Linked DNA regions of Zea mays: region 2 is linked to region 1. Evidence: chromatin contacts called from public Hi-C data. All regions are on one chromosome and are shown on one strand. Each heading gives the region's core, a stretch centred on a gene start, on an enhancer-like site or on the middle of the called end of the contact. The rest is flanking DNA. Distances are from core to core; before and after follow the strand shown.

What was found. A called contact is a pair of places that touch in the nucleus more often than the background predicts.
Region 2: a contact with region 1 is called in a Hi-C map of ear, with 2.0 times the contacts expected there. The contact joins the promoter of LOC100275694 here to the promoter of LOC100502288 in region 1. A contact is called at or near these places in 8 of 25 Hi-C or Micro-C datasets (bundle sheath, ear, leaf and 1 more).

What each region holds. Positions count from the first base shown.
Region 1 is chr8:156,393,052-156,398,069 of Zm-B73-REFERENCE-NAM-5.0, reverse strand. LOC100502288 (Lipid phosphate phosphatase 2) reads right to left here and starts at 2,483. Exons shown (of 8, transcript NM_001196765.1): 1 at 2,139-2,483; 2 at 1,362-1,608; 3 at 1,190-1,277; 4 at 1,002-1,111; 5 at 796-889. The coding sequence starts at 1,595.
Region 2 is chr8:156,661,154-156,666,171 of Zm-B73-REFERENCE-NAM-5.0, reverse strand. LOC100275694 reads right to left here and starts at 2,912. Exons shown (of 4, transcript NM_001365092.1): 1 at 2,765-2,912; 2 at 2,165-2,343; 3 at 1,988-2,064; 4 at 1-1,884. The coding sequence starts at 312. It overlaps LOC118473157, which reads right to left and starts at 2,906. Exons shown (of 3, transcript XM_035961868.1): 1 at 2,765-2,906.

The DNA.
Region 1 (5,018 bases), core at 1,234-3,733:
TGAAATAAATTCCTAAATCTGTTGCTAAATTACCTACCTTTGGCATAACCAACTTCTAGAATTGTTAATATAAAAAACAAACAAGGTACACTGCATAATGTGTGCCACTATGCAGACCTCGTGTACATATATGCCAGAAGCGATGAGTATAATTGATTTCCATGTTAACACATGACTCGAGCTAAGGTTTTAACTAAACAAATGTCAAATATGCATAAAGGTGCAACCCAAAGGATAAAAAGTATGAATGGGGCATAGGTTTATCACAATCAGATAAAGATTACAAAGCATTTATATGAGTAATTGATTTAAATACGAGAATAAACAGACACAACAAAGGTAAGCAATTTTTATTAGTTGTAGGTCCTATATTTGTCCACAAACTTGTAACACTTATGTCTATTAAAATTTCATACTATCACTTGCAGCAGCAATATTTTGTGTCAAGCTGACTGCAACTTTTAATCCGTACTCAATGGAAGAGTGAAGGAAGAATGCAGTATTTGACATAAAGGGCTAAAAGGATCACATGGGCAGATAGAAATGGAAAAACCATCAATACATTTGTTTCTTGAGAACTTGATAAACAATATATTGTATACAAAACATATTAAACACCTTGTCCCATACAATTAGCTGATTTAGATCAGAACCTAGAAAAGGAGGCATCAATTATTATATTCACTAAACTGCTGAGGAGGTAGTTAGCACGTCATAAAATAGGACATGTCCCAAACAGTTAGCTCTAATAACATGGGACTAATCCCTATATTTGTAAAGAATAATGTCACTTACATGAAGTATGACCACTTGGAAAGCTTTTATGACCTTCTTTAATAACACTCGCCTGGCCATGGCATATGGCGCCTGTAGTAAAGTTGTTATACTCCTAAAGGCCAAGTAAATTCATAAGATTTCTTATACAATTCAAATGCAATGTAATTGCACAAGGGCTTCAAGTGAGTTATTATCAAGGTTTGACTAAAAGTTAGGAGTTTTACAGGTTTTCCATCAGGGAAGCAACGCCAGAAGAAATCAGGACGTGGTCGCCCAACACCATCCTTTATCGCATCAGTTAAAACAGCAGTAATAAGTACTGAAAATAGGAGACCTGCCAGGACAAGTTAGATTTCAGAATAAGTAATATTGATAAAGTAGAATAGTGAATCTGGCGAGAAAGTGAATGTACCTAGTATGGCATGATGCAGATCATATACATTTCTCTTCTTAAAGTATATCACTGTTATGATAACCATAGGCCCAATGATACCAATTATCTGAACAAGCATGATATTAAGAAAACTTATTTAAGAGGTTCATTGAAATTGACAGGGTAAAACCAAAAGAGAACAGTATGTTACCGGCACAGCCCAAAATGGCACTGTATTGCCCTTCATGGGGTATCTGAGGTCTGTCATCATTTCTGATCCGACGAAGCGATGGAAGGGTTCTATTATATTAAGAACTCCATCCAATACAGCTAAAAGAATTAGCACAATCCAGTCATACATGTGTAGGCGTGCAACTTTGGATCCATGAGAGGATATATAGGGAGTCGGAGGTCCCAGACGAATTGGTGGGGCTGGTGCTGGCATTGCCTCTTGAGTCCTGAAATTGTTAACCGGACAAATTTACGAAATCTACTTATTGAATCGGAAATTCAATACACGATTTGTCGAACCAACTAGACATGTACACTGACAACTGTAAGGATTTCAGTTTCCTCATATCGAAGAGGTATTAAGGACTACAATAAACTAGAGACAAGAGCTAATTGTGCCTTTATATTCTTAGAAACTAGCAGACAAGAGCTAAGGCTTTATTATCGTCTACAAACTTGTGCAACTTTAAGTCATGGAAAATAGTTCTGCAGTATGACTAAATTCTTGTCAGATGTAGTAAGTATATTACTTATGATTTCACCCAAAACCTTCAGAATTATTGAATTCATTAGATACTCCTGAGGCAAGAGGCATGTTCAGGAGCATTAACCAATTAAGAATCTGTGATGGAAGCAGAGCAATAAATCAAAACCAAAATGCGTAGACGTAAGCACATCAAGCAACCGTTCAAACAAGCAAGAGGAGCAGCAGGAAACTAATTATTGGCGACCTAACAACCGAGACAAAGCTATATACCCGGTGGCAGAGACGCTCGCAGGTGCTCGACTGTTTGCCGCCGCCGAGGTCTTGCTGTCTTGTTAATCACGACAACTCGAGATGCGGAAGAGGCGAGAAATGAAGGCCAAGCAAAGAATCGCCCCTTTGGCTCCACGTGCTCCCACTCCTCTTCTCTCGCAGCGCGGCTGCAGTAGTATCAGCACATAAGTACCAGCGTATGGGCAAGCTTGCTTCCTCCGACTCTCCTGCTGTTCTTCCACCTTCTCTTTTCTAGTCTCCTCTTGGCTTGCAATGACTATTAATACCATGCGATGCGAGTGCGCACTGCGCACGCCATGGACGAAACCGTCCAGGCACACCGGCCTCAGAAAGTCACATCTGCCACGAGTCGACGAAGGGTCAGATGAACCCGCCCGCCTGCGCGTCACCGGCTGCGCCGCCGGTTGGAAAATAGCCAATATTCGGGGACGCGGCAGTTGAAGTATGACCGTCTCGTCCGTCGTCCCCATCGAGGGATTACGCGGCTGCCTGGGGAAGGAGGTACCTGACCTGGGAGTTGGCAGTTGGGACCTGGGATGGGACTACGGGAGGAGTCAGGCTGGCAGGAATGAATATGCGTATACCACTGATGTAGTTTTGGCGTCCGCTACTTTGGCCCATGGGCTTCTATCTGGTATTGGGCCGTGGTATGTGTGGTTTGGGTACGCCCTGCTAGACAACGTACTCCCCCGTTACAAAATATAGATACACGTCACATACTACATACTTAAGGGAGTCGATTAATCTCAAACTTAAGTGAATTTATAGAAAATAATATTAATATTTGTATATCCAAATAACTTTATTATTATAATAAAAAATTATTAATTCGTTGATATGTATTTAGTATCATAAGTCAAATATAACTATAAGCTTTGTTGGCTCATCGAAGTATGAGGAGAGAGGAGTGCATTTATTCAAAGACAGAGGTCAGAGTCAGATTGATTGAGTTGACTAGAAATTTTCTCTCGTCTTAGGCGTGGGTTCGAAACTTCGCGTCCGCGGTCTGCGGTCCGCGTCACTGTAAGAGCAACTCCAGTGATTCTCTAAAATACTTCCTAAATCAATAATTTAGGTAGTTAACATGAAAACTATTCTCCAACAGTTCTCTAAATGAACTTTCTAAATTTAACAACTTGTCATCTAACCTCATTTTCTTTCTACATTTGGCAACCATTTAACAACTCACTAAACAAAAATGTTGACTGCATTATATAGTTTTTGTGATTTATTTTTTACGTGGATAAATACAAAACAAAATTACAACCTATATTTAGAGAACTATTGGAAAACTCACATTTTTTTACTCCAATAGCCATTTAGCAACTTCTTAAATCTGTGATTTAGAGAGCTAAAATTTACATAACTATTGGAGTTGCTCTAAGACTGTAACCTTTTTTTTTTTGCAGCTCGCATAACTGGGTTTTTTTGCACGGCTTTTTGCGTTTTCGTGTGCGCGCTCTTGCAGTTTCTGTAAAGCGGCATTTCATTTAAATGCTGCATCTGCATGGAGTAGAGCGTGTGGGTACTCTCCATGCACGCGTGATTGATGGGAGTGGAGTGCGTTGCATACAGCCTTAACATAAATACACGTTGGATTAAATTTCCACCTCGGCTGCATGCAAGAGCAATGCCGTCCAAAAATCCCTTCAATCATACGAGTGACTTGCTTTTAGATACTTTGGCAAAAATGATAATATGACAACTAAAAGAAACAGTAGGGAGTAGATACTATGAGATTTCTTAGCTATTGATATGTTGGAATGTGTTTCAACAAATATTCTATTTTAAAAGATCTATATGTGATATATAGAAATTGTAGCAAAACATATGCATCTAACTGGTTCACTCTAACGATGTTATACTGTTGGATCTTTTATAGGCTGGGCCAATTTATTTAATAAATTTTATGGTGTGTAATGGAGGAGAATACCAATAGTACCATATTGGAAGTCCAAGTGTCGTTGGTTTGACTTATATGGTATAAATTATTCCACTTAATTTGAGAAGTCAAGAAACGAACAAGGCCATGCCACGCGCGCGCGCCGCCGGCCGGGCCCGGCGTGGCGGTGTGCGAGCGAGGCGTGGCGGGGTTGTGTTAATTTTTAGCACTCATTAACCGCGAGAGTTTCAACTCTGGGTTAAAACCTTTTAGTTGCCTATCTCTTGGCGTGCCGCATGCGAGACCCTCCTTTCAGTTGCCCGTCTCTTGGCGTGCCGCATGCGAGACCCTTCTCCTTCAGCTCCCTTCCGCGAAAGGTTAAGAAGGGGAGAACGCCTGTCTCTTGGCACACGCGAGTAGAACACTTTCAGAATCACAGTCCAGTCGCTAGTGAGGGTATCCCTTGCCGTTCGAGACCTTGCACGGGGATCGGCAATTAGGTTTTTGGGAAGCGTCTACGCGACTGCCCAACGTCCGTCGTTGTCTTCATCACTGGTTCCTGGCGTCTTCATCTCGTACGGATGACAAGAGAAGTTGGACAAGGATCAGGATCCTCGGAGCGCATGGGAGGGTATGATCAATTCAGTTCCTTACTGTTTTACGTTCTACAGATTATATATGTTTCATATGTTCATCTCTATTGTTTCGTATGTAGCCATAGGATTATCCAAACTGTTCTGACATACTATTAAAATATCATATCTGTTTGTTTTAATTTTACAGTCATGTTGTTTATGTTACTATCTGTTTATTTTCAATTGTTCTGTCAGTTTATATGCTTATTATATTTATATGATTCATATGTTTTATGTTCTCATGATCCAAATTGTTATGGATATATTTGATATTATGATTTCTTTGATTAATCATCTTTTATATGTCATCATCATAATGTTAATTTATGGAATTAAAATGAT
Region 2 (5,018 bases), core at 1,663-4,162, 270 kb before region 1:
TAACAACAACATCAATGGAAGCATCCCTGGTACATTTGCTAACCTTACCAGCTTATCAGTACTGTCTCTTAGTGGAAACAACCTGAGTGGGAAGATCCCTACACCAATCACTGACATGAACAGTCTCCAAGAATTGGACCTCTCCAACAACAGCTTGTCTGGCACCATCCCAGAAGAAATCAGTGGATTAACAAACCTAGTTCGTTTACGTCTTGACAACAATAAACTAACCGGTCCCATTCCAAGCAATATCAGTAGCCTAAGCCAGCTGCAAATTATGACGTTATCCCAAAACTCATTGTCTTCAACCATACCAACAAGTCTGTGGGATCTTCAGAAACTTATTGAGCTTGACTTGTCACAGAACTCTTTAAGTGGGTTCCTGCCTGCTGATGTTGGAAAATTGACAGCAATTACCATGATGGATTTATCAGGAAACAAGCTGTCAGGTGACATCCCAGTCTCCTTTGGTGAACTCCACATGATGATATATCTCAATCTGTCCAGAAATTTATTCCAAGGATCAATACCAGGTTCATTCAGCAATATACTTAATATCCAGGAATTGGACCTATCCTCCAATGCACTCTCCGGTGCCATCCCAAAATCCTTGACCAATCTCACTTACCTTGCCAACTTGAACCTTTCTTTTAACAGATTGGATGGACAGATACCAGAAGGAGGAGTGTTCTCAAATATCACACTCAAATCATTAATGGGGAACAATGCGCTGTGTGGCCTTCCTCGCCTAGGTATAGCACAGTGCTACAATATCAGTAATCATTCACGATCAAAGAACTTGTTGATAAAAGTTTTATTACCTTCGCTCCTGGCATTTTTTGCTTTATCTGTGTCCTTGTATATGTTGGTAAGAATGAAGGTGAACAACCGAAGAAAGATACTAGTACCCTCAGACACAGGCTTGCAGAACTATCAGCTGATCTCATACTATGAACTTGTTCGTGCAACCAGCAACTTCACTGATGACAACTTGCTAGGGAAAGGAAGCTTTGGTAAGGTCTTCAAAGGCGAGCTAGATAATGGATCTTTGATAGCAGTGAAGGTACTAAACATGCAGCACGAATCAGCTTCCAAGAGTTTTGACAAAGAATGCAGTGCACTTCGAATGGCTCGGCATCGGAATCTGGTGAAGATAATTAGCACTTGTTCCAATCTTGACTTCAAAGCACTAATTCTTGAGTATATGCCGCATGGTAGCTTGGATGATTGGTTGTACTCGAATAGTGGGAGGCAACTCAGTTTCCTCCAAAGGTTTGCAATCATGCTGGATGTTGCAATGGCACTGGAGTATCTGCATCACCAACATTTTGAAGCTGTCCTGCATTGTGATTTGAAGCCAAGCAATATCTTGCTTGACAAGGACATGATTGCACATGTTTCTGACTTCGGCATTTCCAAGTTGCTAGTTGGAGATGACAACTCCATCACATTAACAAGCATGCCCGGAACTGTAGGATACATGGCTCCAGGTATTTTTTTTAGTTCCTCTTGCAATGCATGACGCTATATGCATTATTATACTTATTTAAGGTAACCAGCTTTCTTCTGACATGGATTGAACAGAGTTCGGATCAACAGGAAAAGCATCACGAGCCACTGATGTTTACAGCTATGGAATCGTTCTTCTTGAAGTCTTCGTGGGGAAAAGGCCGACCGATTCAATGTTTGTCAGTGACATCAGCTTGAGGGAGTGGGTTAGTCAAGCATTCCCACATCAACTCAGAAATGTCGTTGACAGTAGCATACAAGAGGAGCTTAATACTGGTATCCAAGACGCAAATAAACCTCCTGGGAACTTCACCATCTTGGATACCTGCCTAGCGTCCATAATTGATTTGGCCTTGCTTTGTTCAAGTGCTGCACCTGATGAAAGGATCCCAATGAGTGATGTGGTTGTGAAGTTAAACAAGATCAAGTCAAACTACATTTCACAGCTTGGAAAACAAAGGCATATTTATCACAACACCTTCTATTCCCAGCTTTTACCCTATTCGGGCAATGATCCAGGTCCAAGCAATTTACAACACTTTTGAAGCACCCGTACTGTCAGCAAGAAAGAAATGCTTCGGTTCATAACTAGAAGCAGCAAATTACTGAATTGCCAGATCCTCAAAACAAGTGCCCGGACGACAGAAATACTAACTGTGCAAGATTGGAACGTCAGGGAAGATTGTTTGGTGTATTTTGTCCACTACAAGTAAATGAGTGCAGGGAGATGGTGGCCACAGGCTTTGAGCAAAGCTTTGGAACTCCTTATTATTCCATAACGAAACATGCTGCACAGTTTCCTAGAAAATCAATGGTTGCAGTTCCTGGCATCGCCTAAGAAAAATAGCACATTTGTGATGTCAGGTTTCTGAAGCAAAAGTAATGACGTGAGCGTGTATTGTAACTTGAATTATACACCAATGATGCTAAAAACCATATCGTTGACTGATAAAGGGCAAATTGATGCTTTACACTCTCCAACTCACTGTTTCCCGCTATCGTTGATTGTGTTCCGAGGGCAGGGAAAATAGGATACGATTTAGTCAAGTCAATGGGATTTAAACTGAGGTTCTTCAATACCAGGCCTGGTATTGCGGATTACAGTGATTCCGCCAAACCAGAACCGAAGCGCATTGCCAAACCTAATCCAAGTCCTTCGTAACGATCTGCATCTCCGTCCGCCACATTTGCGATCCTAAACACACATTATCTAAAATGAACAACACTAGACACACTAAACTGATTCTATTATCACCTTCGGAGCACGGGCGCGGCGGAGCACAGGCCGGAGCACGGACGCGGCGGCGTGAGGCGTGTTGGGGCGGCGGCGGAGGTGAGAGGCAGAGGCGGCGGCAGTGCGGTGAGAGAGAAGAGAGAAGTGAGAGAGAGCGACGGTGAGAGACAGAAAAGATAAGCTGGGACTTGGATACTACTATAGATGGCCAAAAAGCACGAGGCCCGTGAGCCCGGCACGAAGCCCGTTTTTTGGGCCCGGTCCAAACCCGGCACGGTAGAATAAGCGGGCGGGCTTGGACAGGAAACTAGGCACGACGCGCTAGCCCGGCACGGCCCGTTTACCTCTAAGCCCGTTAAACCCGTTTTCTTACACTAAAACGTGCTTACCGACCCGTTTAGCCCGCTTTTCGGCCCGTTTTTTCGTGCTAAACGGGCCAGCCCGGCCCGTTTAAGCCCGCTGCGGGCCGGGCTTGGACAGAAAATTAAGCCCGCTGGTTCAGCAGGCCCGGCCCGGTTTTGGCCGGGCTTCACCGGGCCCGGGCCGGCCCGTTTGGCCATCTCTAGATACTACAATATCTTCTCCGGGTGCCTGCGATCTTCGACAATGATTTTTTTAATTTTAAAATATATTTTGCTGAGTATTCTGGGTTAGACAATTAGAAAAGAATACTCTCCCGAGTATCAGATCGTGGTCGCTTGGCAGAGATTATTTTAATTTTAAAAAAAAATAATGTGCCGAATGTCCAGATGTTGACACTCGGCACAATATACTTTGTCGAATGTCTTTATTTGACACTTAATAAAGAATATTTGCATTTTTTTATTTTTTATAAAACTTTTTTGGTGTTTTCCTACAATATATAGACCTATATGTGCTATTTGATTTTGTTTGTTTAATTGAATTTCTTTGGACGATTTAGATTTGAACTGTAAGTCACTCGAAAAATGGAAAATGGTGAATGCAAAAATGATATTCATGTTATTTAACACAAGTTACGGCCTATTTCAGAAACAGGCCGGAATTTTTGAGAACCATGTTCACGAAACATGGTCGTGAACGTTGTTTTAAAATTGTATAAAAGACAAACAAAATAAAAAAACATGAAACTTGTCGACATATCATGATATCATATGTAGAGTTTATAATAAAAATTTGTAACTATTTCGATAAAGTTGTCACGCACTATGTGTAGAAACTTAAGTGTCCTTCGCATAAAATCATAGAACTTCAATATAGATCGGCTAGATTTCTACACATAGTGTGTGAAAACCTTTGAAGGTTTCTGAATAGAAAGGGGAATGCCCAAATATGAAAAAGGTAAGCTTCCAATGGAACATGAAAGAATTGTCGATGTTCTCTCAATATCTTCATCGGAGCATTAGATTGGTATGGCTGAACTTTTAATCAAATTAATCTTCATGCCAGAGACTCCTCCAAAACACCTTAACAGGTCTTGTACCACACAAAGACCCTTTTGATTGGGTCTCAAAAATATGACCACATCACCAGCATATAAAGACATCCGAGACCTTTGTTGCTGCCAGATATAGACTGCAACAAATTATTCCTAAATATAGGTATGGAGAAGGGTAAGATGCTGGAGATAGCCTTAAGACACTATAAAGAATATTAGAACATTCTCTCTACACCATAGAGTAAAAGTTACAATACTGCTGCAGAAATTATAGAGTTGGAAATAATTAACTTCTATGAAACTCAACCCCTAGTCTACATTCCTAGATTGCAAAACATGTCAGATACTGCCATCTAACGTAAAAATGTGAAAGAGAAATGTGCTAGATAGTCATTTCTACATGTTTTGGTGATTAAGTGTCTAACACACCACATTGGACTAACTATTTGATATGAGTATAAGCACAGGTTCAATTGAAGGCACTAAGTCGATATGAGCTTAATTGGAGGTTAGAAAGTGCAACTTGTGGTAAAACAGTAAGAACATGAGGTTTGAGTGTTTAAATAAGTTGCATATGCCTAATATTATGTTTCTAGCACTTTACTTTGATCTCTAACTCAATTCTGTGAGAAAGTGCAATTTCGACTTAAGTTGAGCTAAACAGGAGGCCAGAAATGCAATTTAGAATGAAATTGTAAATCTGTGAGGTTTGCACCCTTAGAAATGTTACATAGGTCCATTACAATGTTTCTAGCACTTGCTTTTGGGTTCTAACTCTTTGTGTAGCAAAATGTGCATTTTAGACTTGGTTTTGGCCATATTGCACATCCTAGAGAAAATATAGTAAAGAGGTAAGTT